2 separate regions of the Bicyclus anynana genome follow, and region 1 is linked to region 2. A link is a contact called in public Hi-C data. All regions are on one chromosome and are shown on one strand. The core of a region is the stretch at or near the end of the contact, and the rest is flanking DNA. Distances in the headings are between cores, read along the strand shown.

Region 1 (5,622 bases), core at 1,833-4,332, 34 kb after region 2:
ACGTTTGTGCACGCTACTAAATGCAGTTTTTGGCACGAAGTCACGGAAGAAAATACAGGATGCATTATATTTATACCATGATAAGAGAAACTTCAGAGCAATTCCAGGAAACTTGCAAATTGGTTGACTAAGGTCATTTTGAATACAAGCAGACATTTATAGAAGTTTATTATCACCATATTCGGCTCACTGTCGAGCACGAGTCTCCTCTCAGAATGATTACGATAATAGTCACCCACGCTGGCCCAATTACATATCACGTGTCTCAAACGGTGAAGGAAAAACATCGTGAGGAAACCTGCATACCTGCGAATTTTCTCAATTCTTTTCGTGTGTGAAGTCTGTCAATCCGCATTGGGCCAGCGTGGTGGACTATAGGCCTAAACCCTCTCATTCTGAGAGGAGACTCGTGCTCAACAGTGAGCCGAATATGGGTTGTTAATGGTGTTGTATACTGTGGTATAGATTAATTCTGAGATAGCTTAAAATCGCAGTACTTAAAAGTAGTGTTTGCAGCGGTTTGCACATCACATATGCAAAAAATTCACTGCCAATGATGTTAAATACTGTTAGATGTAAGCGCATGAAAATGAGGCGCTCAAAAGAGGAAATTTCCACATTTCATTGTTAGTTGTGGAATTCTGGTCATTTACAAGACGGAGGTCCTGGGTTTCATCCCTGGCTGAGCCGATTGAGGTTTTCTTAATTAGTTCAGGTCTAGCTGGAAGGCTTCGGCTGTTGCTAGTTACCACCCTACCGGCAAAGACGTACCGCCTTTATCTTATATTGCATCATCAAACATATAATATCAAAAAAAATATAACTTGGTTTTTTTCAAAACTATTCATATATTATCACCATATTCACCATATTCGATAATTCGTTTTAGATAATTCAGTAGGTGATGATGTATCTGCCATTTGCGTTTTATCCATTAACTAGCCGACGCCCGCGACTTCGTCCGCGTGGAACTCGATGTAAACTTACAACTACCCCTATCCTACCCCTACCCTACTCCTAACTACTACCCTACTTTTCTGGTTGATTTTTTACACCTTGTGTCCGGAAAACCCAAATATCTTACGGAACCCTATTTTTTTCAAACATAAAATTTAGCCTATGTTACTTGTGGATAATGTAGCTTTCGAATGATGAAAGAAGTTTTAAAATCGGTCCAGTAGTTTTTGAGCCTATTCATTACAATCAAACAAACAAACATACAAACAAAGTTTTCCTCTTTATAATATTAAGTATAGATTACGGAACAACCTGTATAGTGTTTTACCCTAGTTAAATACCCTGTGCACGCCACTGGGTGTTTAATGTTTAATGTGTGAGTGGGTGTTGGTACATCGAACCGGTGGTGGTGTGGGTGTACGGACGCGGTAAGGACAGACAGGCAGACTGAATCATTGTCTTTATTTGTAGAGTCCAAGGTTCGATGTCCAGTTGCATTAATTTTGTTATCAGGGTATTTTAACTGTCCACTAGGGCAAAGCCGCTTTGAAGCAGAGGGATCGTTTAAGTATTACGTAAGCGCTACAGTGGGGTGGGGTCTTTCATCATCATCATCATCATCATGTCATGTTTGTTTGATTGAACGCGCTCATCTCAGGAACTACTGGTCCGATTTGAAAAATTCTTTCAGTGTTAGATAGCCCATTTATCGAGGAAGCCTATATATTATCCCTGTATTCTTACGGGAACGGGAACTACGCGGGTGAAACCGCGCGGCGTCAGCTACTCTATTATAAAGAGTAAAGTTTGTAATCTCTGGATCTACTAAACCGATTTTGAAAATTCTTTTCCCACTTGAAAGCCACGTTATCTGCGAATGTTATAGGCTACATTTTATCCCCGTATTCCAATGGTAAAAGGAACTACGCGAGTAAAACCGCGAGGCATCCTAGTTTCAATATATAACAAAGGTTTGTGATGCCAACAACCCGGTGATTCAGGTGATGTCGTATTCGTTAGCAGCTATCATAACCAATTATAGTGACGCCCACGACCACAGATATTATGGAGCGAGGCCTGTGGTGGTCAGACATTCCTCATTAACCCCCGACGCAAAAAGAGGGGTGTTAGTTTGTCTGTGTCACCATAACTCCTGAACGGATGAAGCGATTTCAATTTAGTTGTTTTTGTATGTAAGGTGACTTATGTGCGAGTGTTTTTAGACATGTTTGATGAAAATCGGTTGAGCCGTTTAAAAGTTGTGGGGGGTGAAAGTGGGGAAGAAAAGCCGAATGTTTAAAATATACTCGAGTGGGGTCTCAAATGAAAGCGCACTGAAAGAGAACTGATGACTTGATTGGGAGTGTAATTAATAATTTCATGACATTCGGGGGTTTTATAAAATTTCAGTTTTACGTTATTTTGTGAAATTTTATTTTTGGATACCTACTTATTATTGCAGGCGCTAGATCTAGTTATTATACAAGTTAATACAATATTTTTAACAAACAAATTGAACCGACTTCAAAGATGGATTACTCTAAAAACGCGATAAATAAAATCGTACCTATCCTTTCCTTTCTATTGATCAGTTTGACGGCGGTGCCAATAAAGAAAAAGCACATTTGGCATAGCGCCGCCTTTAAACCGATGTTATTTTCCGATTTTTAGAGTAATGTATCTTTTAAATTAAATGATTTCAATTAAAATCGCGATTAAATAAAACTGTAAGTGGTAGTGCGCAATCAAAACTGACTGTCTGTAGCGCCATTATCTATACTAATATTATAAAGCAAAAGCGTTTGTTTGTTTGAACGCGCTAATCTCAGGAACTACTGGTCCGATTTGAAAAATTCTTTCAGTGTTAGATAGCCCATTTATCGAGGAAGGCTATATTTTATCTCCATATTCATACGGGAACGGAAACAACGCGGGTGAAACCGCGCGGCGTCAACTAGTAGAGTAAATAAAAATTAAAACATCCGTTTAATTTAAATAAAGAACAGAGTAACCAAAAAAAAAAAACACAAGTTCGGAAACGTACGAAAAGTTTCAAACAAAAGGTAAAACGTAAATAATATTTTTAATACCCAGCGTCCTTGTCGAACGAACGGTCGCGCGGGTCAACGACCTTGCGCGGACGCGCTCAGAGAGCATTGCCAAAAATACATGAGTTTTCGCGCCCGTGAAAATGCTATACGTCGATTATTATCATTATCAACCCATATTCGGCTCACTGTTCATCTGAGGTACAGAGCAGAAAATGGGAATGGGAAAATGGCAGGAGAAATTGGAAAGTGTTGGCCTACGAATCAGTCAAACGAAAACTGAATATTTATTCTTGGACTTTGGCGGCACATCTCAATCTTTCAAAATTGCCTAAAACCCTACCAGCTTGCTCCGATTTTCGGTACCTCGGATCGCTTTTTCAAATCGATGGCAATGTGGACCGAGACGTGAAAAGTAGAATGAATGCGGTATGGATGAAATGGCTGTTCACTGTTCAGCTCGAGTCTCCTCCCAGTCTCCCAAAAAAAAACATTAAATCGTAGACAGAGAAGCATTAAACAAAAAAAAATCCATTGCTTTTTTTTATTATTAACAAGTTAGCCCTTGACTACAATCTTATGATAAGTGATGATGCAGTCTAAGATGGAAGCGGGCTAACTTGTTAGGAGGAGGATGAAAATCCACACACCTTTTCGGTTTCTACACGACATCGTACCGGAACGAATTGGCGGTACGTCTTTGTCGGTAGGATGGTAAATAGCCACGGCCGAAGCCTCCCACCAGCCAGACCTGGACCAATTAAGAAAATCTCAATCGGCCCAGCCGGGGATCCAACCCAGGACCTCCGTTTTGTAAATCCACCGCGCGTACCACTGCGCCACGGAGGCCGTCAAAAAAAAACGTTTAAAAACGCCATAAACAAATGCTACTACGCGAAGATCACTGACAATCTGTCAGAGTTTCAAACATGTTGCCATGATAAAAATTCCTAAATATTGTTGTCAGCTAATAAAAAAAATACATTTTATTTAATTAATTTAAAACGAAATGTGGGTTTATGTTCTTTTAATATAAAAATAACTTGTTCTGCTTAGTTGACGCTCAGAATAAAGGCCCAACCTCCATACAAAATTGGGATATGTCCTGTGTAGTCATTTCACACCTAATAATAATGGAGATGATGACTAGGTTTGAATATATCCATTTTTATGATACATTCGGGTAAATAGGGTCAATGTTAACTAATTTATACATAAAAAGCAAAGATTGTCTGGATATTTGCACAATAAATGAGATTATAAAATTTCAAAATCTATAAAAAATCTTTTATCGTAATTAGATGAAAATTCATACAGTTTTAGCTTCCTTACATTAAATGTGACATTTTTTAATATGTGAAATATAAACATAAAAGTACAAATAACAAAGATATTAGTAATTTTGTTTGAACGCAAATACAAATCTAACGATCATTACATTACCTACGAAGTCATTAGTTTGTGCCATTTTGTATGGGGCAATCTCATTTTTTTGCAAATATCCAGACAATCTTTGCATTTTATGTATAAATTAGTTAACACTGACCATATTTACCCGAATGTATCATAAAAATCAATATATTTGAACCTAGTCATCATCGCCATTGTTATAATTGATAACATCAGATAAAGTTGTTCAAGAAACATTGGAATTGGAATTGGTAGGTCTCCATATCCTTTAACCTAGAATCCAATGGGGACCTACACCGAAGGACCTACGACTTAGGACTACACAATGCCCAATCACATGGCCAAGTCCAGAAACTGCCCAGAAGGAAGTAGAAGAATCTTCTAAACAAAAAGGAGGGAAACGAGGCTCTTTAGTAAGCATTTAAAAAAAAAAGATAAATAATGATAGAATGAGGAAATGCTCATTTTAAATAGTGTTTGTTTTTAAGCGGCTTTACAGCTGTGGATTCTAGGTCTTTCGAGTGTTCTAAATTTTTTTTTATTACTTCTAGTTCCATTATGAATGTAATTCTAAGATAAAAGCAGCAACATTGTCTATTTTACTACTTAGCATGACTATGCAAAGGGCTCATTACAAAAACCAGTAAGGTATATGAAAAACATTATCAAATCAAAATTTAATATTGAGATTTGATACTTATTTTTTAATTACTCTAGCTTTTCACATAGTTCCCATTGTTGTGGGCATAAGTGGATAAAATGTGGTCTATGTTACTCGGTAATAATGTAGCTTTCCATTGGTGAAAAAAAAAATGTTTTATTAGTTAAGTTGTGAAACTGTAACAAAGTTACTATCACAAATAAAAGATAATATTATATTAAAAAGAGATTTTATTTGGTTTGTTTTGTTTTACGAATAGGCTCCAAAAGAATTCTTGTACCAATATAATGTAGCTTTTCATTATTAAATAGTAGTAAATGGAATGACGGCCTTCATGGTGCAGTGGTATGTGCGGTGTATATACAAGAAGGAGGTTCTGGGTTGAATCCCGGGCTGGGCTGTCAAATTAGTCTGCTTCCATCTTACATTGTATCATCACTTACCATCAGGTGAGATTGCAGAAGGGCTAACTTGTACATAAAAAAATTAAAAAAATATGGAATGGTTTAGTATGGTTTAGTTTAATATGTATATTTATTTCAATTT
Region 2 (5,503 bases), core at 2,555-5,054:
CCATCAGGTGAGATTGTAGTCAAGGGCTAACTTGTAAATAACAAAAAAAAAAAAAAGATGAACCACTTACCGGCTGCATAGGATCCTCCAGCGAGAAGCCCATGTCCACATCCTGCTTCCAAAGCACTTCGATCAGGTCCATGTCCTGGGGGCAAAGAGACATCATCAATAAGTTACAAGCTTGGAAAATTCATTCGTAACACTCCCGATAGTCCGCGCGGGCCGGGAGGGTGTTAGCGATGCCTCGCGCGCACGACTTCACACCCGCGCTGTCATCACCTTTGCCCCGCGCTGTCATCACCTTTGCCCCGCGCGCACGACTTCACACCCGCGCTGTCCACCCCTTTGCCCCGCGCGCACGACTTCACACCCGCGCTGTCCACCCCTTTGCCCCGCTCGCACGACTTCACACCCGCGGTGTAACTTCCCCCCGGTCGCCGGCATATCATGGGAGTGACATTTCTTTTAAAGGCTTTAAATTGATCTACCAGAGTTCTACCAGATTGAAAAAAAAAACATCATATTTTTTTGGGACGTGATTACATAAATATATTATAACAAATATTTTTAAAATATCTTCAGTATACAGAATTTACTAGTTACAGTTTTATTATAAGTATAAATAGGTATATTGGTTTTTCTTATTTTTTAAATCCACTTCAGTGTCTGCTAAATATAAACTTTATCTCTACATTATTCAGGAGAAAAAAATTAATAGACAATTTATATTGCTAAAAAAAAATAATAAATTAAATTGCTAAAAAAAAACAAAAAAAAAACAAAAAAAAAAAAAAAAAACAAAAAGACAAAATGAAAATTTACTCATAATGGTATTAAATATATTTTTTGACTTAAATGACTATGTGTGATTATGATTAAGTATGTTAAATGACTAAATGTATTGAATAAATTATATATTTTAGATAAAAAATGTATGCATTAGAATAAATGATTAGATCAGATTATAATTATGTTAAATGACTAGGTATATGCACGGAATAAGAATAGGAAACATGTGTAATTTTAGATTTATTGTTTTAAAATTGTAATAATTACTTTTATTAATATTAATTAAATATTCTTTATGATTATGAAAATGCATGGATTATGATTATCTAACGGAATAATTATGCAATGTGTTGTTTTAAAAATTGTGACTGATTAATAATAACAATGAATACCTACTTTAAGTTAAATGAATTGTAAAATATTGTGAAGAAGAGAAAATAAAAGGCTTTATTATTATTATTATTATAAAGCTAACAGCAAATCGCCAAAATGGCTCGACCAATGTAGCTCATTTTTTTAGTTCTGTTTCATATTTTTGTTATGCTACTAGAAAAGCTCATAATTCTTATCGAAAGAAAAAGCGTGAAAATTACGAGGAAAACAGTATAAAACTATTCTCATACTAACCATAACGCTTCAATTAACCATAAATAACATGATACAAGTACATACATACTAGAGATGCGCCGAGTAACACTTTTGCCGAGTAACGAGTACCGAGTTTTACTCGGTTAAATTTTTTTTCAACCGAGTACTCGGCCGAGTAACTCGGTTCAGTCAAATTTCTATTTCGCGCGCGTAGACAAGTATTAATTCAATTCAATTCAATTAAAAATTGTTTATATCAAGTAGACTTAGTTTACAAGCACTTTTGAAACGTTTGACTATTTGCAGTGACTCTACCACCCAGCTCGGAGGGCGCAGTCTCCTGTTAAGAAGAGAGGGCGAGAAACTCAACAGTTGCTCTTTTAAATCTTTACATAATTTTAATTTTATTTAAATTTAATCGAGATTTTCAAAGATTTCCTAAATTACTAATAAATACTTTTTGATTAACCTACCTAAATAATGCTTTTCTTAAACAAAATATACTCGGCATTCACCGACCGAGTCATTCGGCCGAGTACGAGTATCAAAAAATCCGCCGAGTACGCCGAGTACCGAGTGTCAACCGAGTACTCGGCCCATCTATACTAATATTATAAAGAGGTAAAGTTTGTAAGTTTGTAAGTTTGTCACATTTTTTAAATGGGGTAATCTTCGGAACTACTGGTCCGATTTTAAAAATTCTTTCACCAGTAGAATGCTACATTATCGGGGAGTGCTATAGGCTATATTTTATATTGGTATCATATATATTAACCGAGTTATCACAGTTTTTGTCATACAGGTCGGACTGAAAATCCTCTTAAATAGACTTATTCGCATGCGCTGCCTTAACTATTGTGTAAAATTGAAATTAATGTATGGAGACTTTATGTATCTTTCAAAGTTCTACAAAAAAGTCCGCGACACCATATATCTATCTTCTATATATTAGCAGATATAGTACCTTTAGTGTTTTAAAAATTTAATTTTATATACTTAGGTTTACGTCATTATTTATACAACTAAACTTTAATCCTTATTAAAATAAATTATTTAATAATCACAAGGATATTATGGAGATAAGATTTGCTCTTTACAGTATGTTAATTACTTAAATAGTTTCGGAGATAATACAAAATTTCTAAAAGACGCAGAAATTCCGCTATATGACGCCCGGCGCTTTCATTTACGTAGTTCCCGTTCCCGTGTGAATATGGGGAACAAACATAGCCTATGACACTCGCAAATAACGTAGCTTTCTATTGGTAAAACAATTTTCTAAATCGGTCCAGTAGATCCAGAGATTATCTCTTACAACCAAACGAACTTTACTTTATACATTATTAGCATAGAAGTCTCTATTTCCCTTGGTCATCACACCACTCTCGAAGGGCTGGACCGATTTTGCTAAGGGTAGGAGTAAGATAGAGAAGTTACAGGGTGGGGGTAGGGGTAGGGTAGGGTAGGGGTAGGGTAGATGTAGGGGTAGGGTAGGGTTGGGGTAGTGGTAGGGTAGGGGTAGGGTACGGTAGGGGTAGTAGTAAAGTTGACATCGAAATTTACGCAGACGAAGTCGCGGGCGTCCGCTAGTCTCTAATAAATACCTAATATAAGAAATATTCAAGCCGCCATTTTTAATTGGTGCGCGTATCCATAATATGAAATTAATTACCTAAACTAACCAGCGTTTTCATACAATCAATTTTCAATCTTATCGCTTTAAGTATTAAGTTTAATATTCTGTGAGTGATTATTACGAATAAAATTAAACAATAATTCATACTATTTCTTCTTATGTACAAACAATTTTCAATCTTATTCTATTACAGATAAGGATAAAAATTCTTTGATAGGTAGAAGAAAAATAATAGGAAACGCTCCTGCATTCCATCATAACGTAGCGTCAATTGATAATAGCTTTAAACACTCATAATTAAAAGTACAAAATCGTATAAATCTATTTAAAAAAAAAATCGAATACGAAACTCATAAATAATTGTAAACCTGTCATTCTTTTACAAGAATTTGAAATTTATTACTATTACAATAAAGTTTAATTTAGATTGTGTAACCGATAGAGATGTAGGTTTGTGTCACTGCGGGATATGGTAAAGATTAATTTCTTCAAATCAAACAAGTTTTAAATCTATATGTTACTTGGTCACTATATACCTAAATATTTTGCACAAAAAATAAACATAGAAAAACCTGTCAATAGGTGTAAAATTGTAATAGGCAGAGATTGCATATGCTATAGATCCATAAATATCTAGTTGTACCGATAAATATAAATTATGATACATATATTAAATATGCTCTCATTAAGGAAAACTTATGTATTAATTAAGTATGTATGTTTTTCTTTTAACTAGAACCTGCTAGCGCCATCTCCACGTGCATTGAGAAAACGACGCGTTTCTAAACAGTTGGCGTTCGCTTACAACAGCGCCATCTAACAAAATCTCTTCGTACTACTAACTAAACCAAACCACTGCTCTTTAGCCTACACGCCGGTAGAGGGTGTTAAGTGCAATTCAAAATTTCACATTTTTCTATTATCTTTTAAAATATTATCTGATGTTTCCATAATTATTATGATAATAATTTATTACATGACATAAATTGGCTTTTAAATGCCACCAGCATAAATAAAAAATAAAATCAGTAGTCTCCTACTCGACGATAGATGGCGCTGACTGTTCATTTATTTTGTGTTTAACGTTACTTCCTACATAAGTCGAAATATCTTAGCAATAAAAATAGCTTAAAAATTGCAATAAATAATTAATAACATACAAGTTAATAATTAAACTTTTACATTACGCAATTATTAAAATAAATTGAAACACCCATTTGGCACTTGTCCACACCAGATGGCGTTGTAAAATCTAACCTTCTAGAACATATGATCGCCAAGGAAAACCCGATAAACCAAGGTCAACCTCGGTCAATGCGACTCAAGGATGACGTATCAACTTCGAAAATACTAAAATAATGATTACTACCCCGTGGATCACTCGTAAACATAATAATTATGTGTGTAACATAACATTAAACTATTTACAACTCTATTCTATTGGACATACGATTCATTATCAATTGACAAGTTGGACAAGTTTGATAAAATTGCTGATATCGATATACAAAACTAAACATGGTTATAAAAACTATGAAACCGCGAGTTCCTGCTTTGCAAGTATAAACCGCACCGCAATATCGATTATGGGTTGTAAAATGTAACTGAAGCCCTAATTCGCACGAGAGTTTTTTAGTTTGGTAGTGTTACCAGGTGTCCGGATAAAGCCGGACATAGTTAGGCTTTTCTATTCCGTGTCCGGTCAAAATAAACGGTGTCCGGCTTGTCCGTTTTTTTAGACTACCTTTACATTTAGCAAATGAGCGTGTGTGTGAACTTTAACAGTAAAAATTAAAAAAAAAATGATTTTACACATAATTCTTTTGTCGTAGGTAGGTAGGTAGGTTATTAAAAAAAATACATACAGCTGAACGTAGAACCTCCTACTTTTTGGAAGGAGGAGGTTCTACCTTCGGCTGTATGTATGTTTTTTTTTTTTACTACTTTCTTTCTATTGAGAATAGTCATCATGATCACCATGTGCTACCCTCAAACCGAAGTTTGGTGGTCAATATAGTGAAAAGCCTTCCTATTTTTAGCCGCTTCTTTTAGCTGAAGATTCCCTAGCCTAATCCACTCCTCTACGAGTATATCGGCCAACCATTGTCGTCGATTTCTTAAAATACCGATACACAAAATTCTCAATAATATGTGTGTCCGGCCTTTTTACCCAAATGTCAGGCCAAACTGGCTGGACTGTCCGGCTTAGCTCTGGCGACCTGGCGACCCTATTCCCAAGTAATGTTCACACGGCAGCATAACGCATTTTTAACGACCGTTAAAAAAACTCTCGTGCGAATGAGGGGTTATAGATTCCGAGAAAAACTGGTAAGTGGAAGTTTTGACAATTTAGCTGTGACGTGCACAGCATTTTTAACTAGGGTATGCATTATCAAGTGCTGGATTGGCGACCCCGGATTGGATGCAGGCGGCTCAGTATCGTGATGTTTGGGGGTCCATGCAAGAGGACTTTGTCCAGCAGTGGACGTC

The links. Hi-C and Micro-C count contacts between places; a contact is called where the count stands out from the background.
Region 1: a contact with region 2 is called in a Hi-C map of whole larva, with 5 times the contacts expected there. The contact joins two enhancer-like sites. A contact is called at or near these places in 2 of 2 Hi-C or Micro-C datasets (whole body and whole larva).

The regions. Positions count from the first base shown.
Region 1 is chr27:2,838,034-2,843,655 of ilBicAnyn1.1, forward strand. All of the region lies in intron 2 of LOC112048118 (segmentation protein cap'n'collar), which reads right to left. Among protein-coding and RNA genes, the nearest start is that of LOC112048118, 24 kb to the right of the region's middle. Within about 2 kb of position 3,083, at least 2 of the 8 cell types and tissues checked have open chromatin away from gene starts, as enhancers often do.
Region 2 is chr27:2,803,532-2,809,034 of ilBicAnyn1.1, forward strand. It overlaps LOC112048118 (segmentation protein cap'n'collar), which reads right to left. Exons shown (of 22, transcript XM_052890174.1): 3 at 71-145. Among protein-coding and RNA genes, the nearest start is that of LOC112048118, 59 kb to the right of the region's middle. Within about 2 kb of position 3,805, at least 8 of the 8 cell types and tissues checked have open chromatin away from gene starts, as enhancers often do.